2 separate regions of the Mus musculus genome follow, and region 1 is linked to region 2. The links are chromatin contacts, called in public Hi-C maps. All regions are on one chromosome and are shown on one strand. The core of a region is the stretch at or near the end of the contact, and the rest is flanking DNA. Distances in the headings are between cores, read along the strand shown. Region 1 overlaps Tns4 (tensin 4). Region 2 overlaps Rara (retinoic acid receptor, alpha).

The links. A called contact is a pair of places that touch in the nucleus more often than the background predicts.
Region 1: a Hi-C map of liver shows a contact between it and region 2, with 2.4 times the contacts expected there. The contact joins two enhancer-like sites. A contact is called at or near these places in 1 of 15 datasets of contacts at CTCF or cohesin (CD8 T cells), 1 of 484 Hi-C or Micro-C datasets (liver), 5 of 115 datasets of contacts at active chromatin or transcription factors (embryonic stem cells, extraembryonic endoderm stem cells, pancreatic cancer cells and 1 more) and 1 of 9 other capture datasets (pancreatic islet).

The regions. Positions count from the first base shown.
Region 1 is chr11:99,061,456-99,065,902 of GRCm38.p6, forward strand. It overlaps Tns4 (tensin 4), which reads right to left. Exons shown (of 13, transcript NM_172564.3): 13 at 4,223-4,447. Among named protein-coding and RNA genes, the nearest start is that of Igfbp4, 22 kb to the left of the region's middle. Within about 2 kb of position 1,971, at least 13 of the 459 cell types and tissues checked have an H3K27ac peak or open chromatin away from gene starts, as enhancers often do. A contact at or near this core is called in liver, where this site is marked.
Region 2 is chr11:98,948,719-98,952,999 of GRCm38.p6, forward strand. Rara (retinoic acid receptor, alpha) reads left to right here. Exons shown (of 9, transcript NM_009024.2): 2 at 1,527-2,077. The coding sequence starts at 1,900. Among named protein-coding and RNA genes, the nearest start is that of Gm22061, 4.4 kb to the left of the region's middle. Within about 2 kb of position 2,918, at least 165 of the 459 cell types and tissues checked have an H3K27ac peak or open chromatin away from gene starts, as enhancers often do. A contact at or near this core is called in liver, where this site is marked.

The DNA of each region.
Region 1 (4,447 bases), core at 721-3,220, 110 kb after region 2:
TCAATTCCCAGAAACCACATGATGGCTCACAACCATGTATCATGGGATCTGATGCCCTCTTCTGGTGTGTCTGAGGCAGTGACAGTGTACTCACATACATAAAATAAATAAATTTAAAAAAGAGAGAGAATGAAGAAATATTTAAAAAAGAAAGAAAGTACTGAAGATGCTCCCACCCACCCCTGACAGTGAGTGGTCAGGCAAGGTTGCCCACCAGAATGCAAACAGCCCTTGTCCTTTTTCATGGGGACTGTCCTTGGGGCTCTAAGAAAGAAAAAGGCCTGGCAGGCTGAGGCAGGGTCACTTCCAACCCTACTCTGTACAGATGATGGAGTTGTGGGGAACACGGCAACTTTGGGGAGAGTGGGGCTGTGTCACATCAGAGAAGAGACAGCTGAGCGTGGGTAGGTAGAGCAGGGCCAGCTCTGGCTGGGTGGGTAGCCAAGAAGACCAGGTCTGGGAGCAGCCTACGTGCAAAGACGCATGAGGGTGGGGTACGGGCAGGCCTTGACGGGACACCTGCTTGTCTGAGCCACAGGCAGAAGCACGTGACGAATGAGGACAGTGTTCTTACCCCAACAATTCACCTTGAGGTTGGAGAGGGGAATCTTCAGGCACCTGGATAAACAGGGACATTCAGGCATTTGAGAGACAAAGCTGTCGGGATAGTCACTTGGGAAGATGGATGGAGAGGCACGTAGAAGAGCCCGTGACCCCAAGTGAGAGGCTTGGATGTGTGAGCACCTGGGAGGTCCCTGGGGCCAGGCTGTGATATTCTAGGCTCGGGAGCAGAGGAGGGAGGTTGGGGGGTGGGGAGAATTACCTTTGCCCTTGCTTTCCATCCTCAGCGGCCGCCCACTGACTGTTCTGGGTTTTCCATACCCTGTTCTCCAGCCTATTTAGTACTACCACTCATGCCAGCCCCAGGGCCTTGGCACATGCTGCTCCCTCAACCCGAATCACTTCTTTAATCATCAGCGCATCAACCTTCAGGCCAGTGGCACCTCCTTTGGCAGCTCCCCTGCCAGTCCGTGTACAGTATCTTCCCTCACCTTTTCTTTTATTCCTTTTCTTTTTGTTTTGTTCCCTCCCTTTCTTCTTTTGACAAGGTCTCAGTAGCTCAGGCTAGTCTGGAACTTACTATGTAGCCCAGGCTGACCTTTAACTAGTTAAGGTAACCCTCTTTCTTTGAACTCCTGAGTGTTGATTCTAGGCGCCGGCCACCACCCATGTGCAGCCTTCTCCATTTTGTTTGCTTGTTTTTGTTTTGTTTTGTTTTCTCAGACAGTGGTTCTCTGTGTAGCCCTGGCTGTCCTTGAACTTGCTCTGTTGACCAGGCTGGCCTCCAACTCAGAGATCCACCTGCTTCTGCCTCCTGAGTGTTGGGATTAAAGCTATGTGTCACCACCCCGTCTTCTGTGATTTTTTTCAAATATTTACTTTTCTGTTTCTCTACAACTTGTGAGCTCTTATTTGTTTTCCTTTGGGTGTCCTGAGCCTGGCACACAGTAAATACTCAGTGAATTTTTGCTGAATGAATAAATGAACAACAAAGGCGACAGCTGAGTACTGTGGGCAGGTAAGACAGCAGGACGGGGCGGCGGGGGGTTCCTTCTCCTGTCTACTCCTGTCCTGGGCCCTGATGGGTCTTAAGGAGAGTGTGGTGGGAGGGTGTGTGTTCATGTGTTCCGTCAAGGAATAACAGTTTGTGTAGCTCCTAGAGCGGCTTGCAGAGGGGGAGGTGCACCAGAAATAGAAGGGGTGTGTTTCCCCAGTGTCCTGATCAGCTCAGGGCTGGAGACAGAGAGGGTCCCCAGGGTTCCCCCCTTTTTTTCACTCCTTATAAGATAGCTCAGCACATTGTATCTTTTGGGCTGTGAGCTGCAGCCTCTCACTATGCATCCCTGGCTGGCCAGATGGCCATTGATCCTCCTGTTCCTGCCTCTCAGTGTGAACCGCCCGCCTGGACTGATGCTTTCTAAGAAGCGGGGAATTTTCTTCCTGCCATGCAATCTCTGGGGTAAACCTGTGTGAGCACCCAGGGAGGCCATGGCTGTTTGTGAAGCAGAGAGTGCTTCCAGCAGGGCCTGCCATGCTGTGCTCTGATCTCTACACCTAGCCTTAAAGGAAGTAAGTATCTAATCTCTGAGGCCCCACAGTGCGGTATTTGTCACACGAACCTGTGCTGAAGGAGATGGGATCTCCAGTCTGGCTTTTTTCTCACAAGGTCCTCTTAGATTCCTAGAGAAGCAGGGACCCAGATCAAGCAGGGTTACAGCCCCTCTCTGCTGAGGTGTTTCTTGTCCTGCTCTGAACTCCAAGTCCTCAGATTCCTCACTCCTCACATTCCTCCTAGCCCCAGGCTCAGATCCCATCTCCTGCCCCACAACCATACTTCAAAAGCCCAGATCTGACCAATTCCTCTTAGTGGAAAAGCCCTTTGATGTCTCGCCACCGTCATTACCTCTAGAGTGAAGTCCAAGTGAGTTATCTTGATAGCTGTGCATTGCACAACCAGTTCACCAGTACACAGTGGTCCTGAAGCTAACTTCATTTATTTTATTATCATTATTTTTAATTTTGGCTTGTGTGTATATGAATGTCCTGCATGTGTGTCTAGTTTCTTTGGAGGTCAGAAGATGGTGTCAGATGCCCTGGAACTGGCGTTGAACATGGTCTTAAGCTGCCACATGGATGTTGGGTATAAAACTTGGGTTTTCTGCAAGAGCAGCCAGTGCTTGTTGGGCAGTGGTAGTGGACGCCTTTAATCCCAGTACTCGGGAGGCAAAGGCAGGTGGATCTTTGATTTCGAGGCCAGCCTGGTTTCCAGGCCAGCCAGGGCTACACAGAAAAACCCTGTCTCGAAAACCAAAAATATAACACCACCCACTGCCAAAGGAATAGCTAATGTTAATTGCTGAGCCATTTTGTAAAAGAAAAACAAATAAATGAACAAACAAACAAACAAACAAACAAAGAACATTCTCTAGACATTCCTGACCAGGTACCGAAGGTCCTGATGGCCCTGGGCTTCTTTCATCTGCTCCTTGGTGAACTTTATATATAGCCACATTGAACACAATACATGTTTTCTCATGTAATCATGCTGAATGCAGCACGTTTTCTTATGTAGCCACATTGAATGTAACACATGTTTTCATACCCCTGCTTCATACACACACTTTTTTTTAAAATTATTCATTTTATATGTGTGAGTACACTGTAGCTGTCTTCAAACACATCAGAAGAGGAAGGACATCAAATCTCATTACAGATGGCTGTGAGCCACCATGTGATTGCTGGGAATTGAACTCATGACCTCTGGAAGAGCAGTCAACACTTAACCACTGAGCCATCTCTCCAGCCCACACACACTTTTTTTTTTTTTTTTTAACTTGTCTAAGAATGCTGGAGAGGTAGGGCTGGCATGGACCAGAAATGTAGTTTCCCCACCGCTTACTACGCCAGTGACACCCCCACCCCCACCCCACGCCTCAGTTTCCTAATCTGAAGAATGGGCTCAAATAAAAGAGTCACTCCTCATTGTAGTGAACACCTAGGAGCCCTTCTGGTAAAAAAAATGGCTCCTCACAGCTGGGAATGGTGGCAGAACACTGAGGCAGGGAGATTGCCTTGAGTTTCAGACTAACCTGCCTCCAAAACAAAAACTGAAACAACAGGGAGGTGGCTCAGTGGGTAGAGCCCTCACTGTGCACTATTAAAGATTCGAACTTGGATCCCCAGACCCATATAAAGCCAGTAGTAGTACACATCTGTAATCCCAAAATGCCGGTGGGGGGATGGAAAACATAGACAGGAGACTCTCTGGAAACTCATGGACAGCTTGCCTGGTGGACATACAGTGGACAACAGACCCTGTCTCAAACAGGGTAGAAGGTGCCCTCTGACCTCCACACTTAAACTGTAACATGCATGTACACACACACACACACACACACACACACACACACACACACACACAACTATAGGGGCTCAGTGGTTGACAGCACTAGCTGCTCTTCAAGATGAAATGGGTTCAATTCCCAGCACCACACAGTGGCTCACAACTGTCTGTGACTCCAGGGGCGCTCTAACGCCCTCTTCTGGCCTCTGTGGTCAATGCAAAATGCGCATGGTGTGTCCTGGTATGTTACTCTCTGCTCTGTTGGGTCCCCTTCTCTGCTCAGGACTCAGGAGACAGCTCTGAATGTCCAGAACCAGCTATGGTGCAAAAAACTTTATTTTCCATGAGGCACACAGGGAGTTGTGGAGGACTCTCCCATTCAGCCTAGAACTGGCACTACTAACTGGGAAAACTTTGCTAACACCCTGCAGACCCCGGCAGTGGCACAGAGCCTGATCCCACACTGGGAAGGCCGGTCTTGGCCTGTACCACTGACCTAGCATCCCCCCACCCCCACCCTTGGGTCTGATTTGCTTTTCTGAC
Region 2 (4,281 bases), core at 1,668-4,167:
GATTGAGTTAGGCTGGCTGGCCGGCCAACCTCGGGGATCCTCCTGGCCTTGACTCTCCAGCACTGAGATTACTGCTGTGTGCCACTGTGCCCCCGTTTTTCCAGGGTTGCTGGGTATCCAAAATTAGGCCCCGTTATTTTTGTAGCAAGTTGTTTACCAACAGAACCAAATCCCTAGTGTCTGTTAGCTGGCCAGTCACAGTCAGCCTAGTGTGTAGACATTCAAGAGCATTCTTTTTTTTTGGGGGGGGGGTTGGAGGGGTTCTTTCGAGACAGGGTTTCTCTGTGTAGCCCTGGCTGTCCTGGAACTCACTCTGCAGACCAGGCTGGCCTGGAACTCAGAAATCCACCTGCCTCTGCCTCCCAAGTGCTGGGAATAAAGGCCTGTGAGAACATTCTTGGGAACAGCACCTGGCAGGAGAACAGAAGGAAGGAAGAGCTGGCTTTGATTGGCTGTGATTACTTTTGTGTTTCCTCTGTCTGTCCGTCCATCCATCCATCCATCCATCCACCTGTCTATCCATCCCCCCACCGACACACATACACAGGTGCCTGTACATGGTATGTCTTTAGGTCTAATCTGTACTCAAACAGGATTGGAATATCCTTAGCTCTCTCTCTTTTTCCCCCTCTGCTCTGCGTCTGCCTATCTGGCTGTGTCAGGGAAGCTGTAGGTCACAGCTGTGAACCTATGCCAAGGTGTTCTCTCTCGCCCGCCCCCATGTATGTATGCCCCGCTGGCTTCAGCTGCTCATAGGGTGTGAGTCTGTGTATACCCTGGTGAGGGGAGCGGCTGGTCCTGCATCTCCTGTCCACCTACCAGCCCCCATCCTGTGTGTTGCCCTTGCAGATGGATGGAAGTCCGATGAAATCTGAACTTAAGTCTCTCTTGCTGGGGACTTCTATCCTGGGCAAGCCTTGTCTTCCTGACATAGGCCTTCCCAGGGCCACCTGTACTGTTCTGTATTGGAGACGTTGCCTAGGAGACCTGGAGGTCCACTTCCCTGAGTGCATGGAACTCATGGGAGGGACAGACTAATCTGGGATGCTAGGTTTAGGGGGAGGGAAGTGGTGTAAGAGAGGGCCCCCCTCTAGCTTAGGAGTCATTTTTCTGAGAAGTGCCACTGCTTTAGGGAAGCGGCTTCCCCCCCTCCCTGCCAGCACGCGTTCCTCTGTTTCTTGACCTCAGGTAACCCGCACTGGGGGAAGGAGAGCCAGCTGCCTGCTTCAGCTGCAGGGATCTTTTGGGGTCACACTGTGGACCCTTTCCCAAGCATTCTGGGTGAGAGGCCATCCAGTACTCTGGGTCCTGTCCCCATATCCCCAGCCTGGCTGTTCTGTCCTGCCATCCCCAGCAGTGTCTGGGCCCTGGTCCTAGGCTGGCCCTGCCATCCAGGCATGGTGCCAGGTGTCTGCTCAGCTGGGTGCCACAGGAAAATCTCTGGCCGCCCAGGTTGGGGAGCACCGTGGGGAATCCCCGTGTGCCCGCTCAGTGCCCACTTACCTGTGTCTTTCCTGTTTCTGCAGCACCACAGGACATGCCTCCCCCCAGCCACCTACCTGGGGCCCTTCTGGGAGTGGCATCCTCTTTGATACCCTGAAGACCAGCTCTGGACCTTCCTACAAAAGTGTCTCCCAGGACCGCTTAACCAAAGGACGGATTCTTGGGACATCCCCCAATCCACCTGGCCCCTCCGGCTAGGGAGGGGGACCCAGAAGACTAAAGTTGACTAACTTGGGACTTGCAGCTCCAGGGACAGAAGGGGGTGGGGGTGGGCTGACCACCCAACCCCCCCTCTGGGCCCCCCGGCCCCATGCCCCGAGGAAGAGGGACTGCGTGAAGGCCATCACAACTACCTGCCAGACTGTTTGCCTGCTCTTCTGACTGTGGCTGCTTGGCATGGCCAGCAATAGCAGTTCCTGCCCAACACCTGGGGGCGGGCACCTCAATGGGTACCCAGTACCCCCCTACGCCTTCTTCTTTCCCCCTATGCTGGGTGGACTCTCCCCACCCGGCGCTCTCACCAGCCTCCAGCACCAGCTTCCAGTCAGTGGTTACAGCACACCGTCCCCAGCCAGTAAGTCTGTGTGGGGAGGCTTGAGGGAAGGGAGTGTGGCGGGTGGCTGGCCTCTGGATTTGGGTTCCTGGACACATCTGTTCCACTGGAGGACCCGATGAGTGGCAAGGTCTTTTCTAGACCAGGGTGACCATTGTGTGGTGGTGGGTGGGGTTGGGACCTGAAGATGGTCCGTTTGATACTGGGGGTTAGAGGGGAGGTGAGACCATTTTGTTTCTTCCTATGTTGTCCCCCTTTGTCTCTGTGTCCCTGGTGCTATGCTATTGAGTGCCTTATAAATAGCTCTGAGTAGGAATGGATGCAGAGGCTGAGGTGGATAAACAAACCTCTCAACGTTTGGTGGAAATGACAGCCCTACACAGTGAGAATGAACCCCCCCCTCCATCCCCCCTCCAGTACTCTGAGGGAAAGGGCTTCAAGAGACAGTCCAGGGCAGCTCAGCACAGCTGGAGCCCTTGCCCTCCCCTTGCCAACTCCCCCGCCCCAGAAGGACAGGGAGGGACTCCATGGGGGCTTTCTGCCTGGACTCTGGCCTTGGACACATGCACAGGCTTGGCAGGGTGTTTTCTACCTCTCCTCTCTGCCATGAGGGTCACTCGTTGGCTGGGCGGGGGTCTCAGTGCCCTTCCCTGGCTGGCCAAGCCAGGTAGTGGGAGGTGGCGGTGGCTATAGCCAGCTGGCAAAGTCCAGGCTTGGGGCCTGCCAGGCCGCTTACAGTAACTCTGGCCCCCAGGGCCCAGCTGGGCTCCAGGCCAGAGCCTTAGAGGAGGGATCTGGGCCTGGCCTGGGGCTGGAGGGAGTGGAAGCGGCAGAGTCGGCCATGGCTGGCTGGCCGGCCGGCTGGTCAGCTGCTGACCTGGGAAACGTGTCCTACCTCTCCTGGTTGGCAGGGACAAGAGCACCCTGCCTGGCACCCACTGCCCCTCCCATTGGCAAGCTGTCTGGCACCACTGCCCTGTGTGCCCGGCTGGGCTGGGTCAGTGCCCCCTTCTTGGTGTGGGGGCCGCGCTCTCTCCCCGGAGCCAGGGAGTCTCTTTGTCCCTGGGGCAGGCTCTGGCTGGGCGCCTCACTGCCCACAACTGGATGTCTGCCCACAGCCACCATTGCTTCCTGGATCGCTGCCTATGGCTTTGTCGCAGCCCCCTCCCTTCCAGGCCTCACCAGCCTTCAGGAGCAGGTAGTCTATGCCTGTGAGCCTTTACACCCTAGGGTTAGGGAGTGGACAAGTGCTACCTCAGTTTCCTCTTTTTTAAAAAAAAAAAAAAGAAGAAGATATATTTCATTTATATGAGTACACTGTAGCTGTCTTCAGACACACCAGAAGAGGGCATCGGATCCCATTACAGATGGTTGTGAGCCACCATGTGTTTGCTGGGAATTGAACTCAGGACCTCTGGAAGAGCAAGCAGTCAGTGCTCTTAACCACTGAGAGGTCTCTCTAGCCCTACCTCAGGGTCCCTAAGCCTCCACTTTTTAATTCTGCCTTTTATTCTCTCCACCTTACTCAGCAGAGTCTGAGACCCCCTACTGTGTTCTGGTTTTTTTTTTTTTTTTTTCCTAGTCTGTGCTAATAAGGAGATCAAGCTCTGGGGCTCAGAGTTGCTGGGGGTATGGGGGGAAACCTATGTAAAAATACTCCCTGCATTTGAGCTTCCATCTCAAACATCCCAGGAGCTGGAAGAATTGTGCTTTCTTTCAGGGTGGAGTTTTTAAGACAGAAAGGAAAGCGGGTGGTGGCGGCGGATGCCTTTCACCCAAGAGGCAGAGGCAGGTGGAGTTCTGAGTTCGAGGCCAGCCTGGTCTACAAAGCAAGTTCCAGGACTGCCAAAGCTACACAGAGAAACCCTGTCTTGGGGAAAAAAAAAAGAACAAAACAAACCAAAGAGGAAGGAGGAGAGAGGAGAGGAGTTGGGGAGTCCTGGACGCCAGTGCCACCAAGGACCACTTATGCTTGCCCCGTGATGTCACAGGGGCCTGGACACATGAACCTGACTAGATGGAAGGTTGCAGGGGGATTTAGGATCTGGCCCCTGTGAGAGGAAAAGCCCTCCCCCTGAGTGTTGCAAGCTCCTTCCTCTTTCTTAGAGGTGGGTGGGGTGAACCCCTACCCTGGTAACCTACTCCTAGGGTGGGGTGCCCGGATTTTGGGCTAATGGCAGCCTTCTTTGGCTTTCTCCACCCAGGTTAGGCAATGCCCTCTTCCT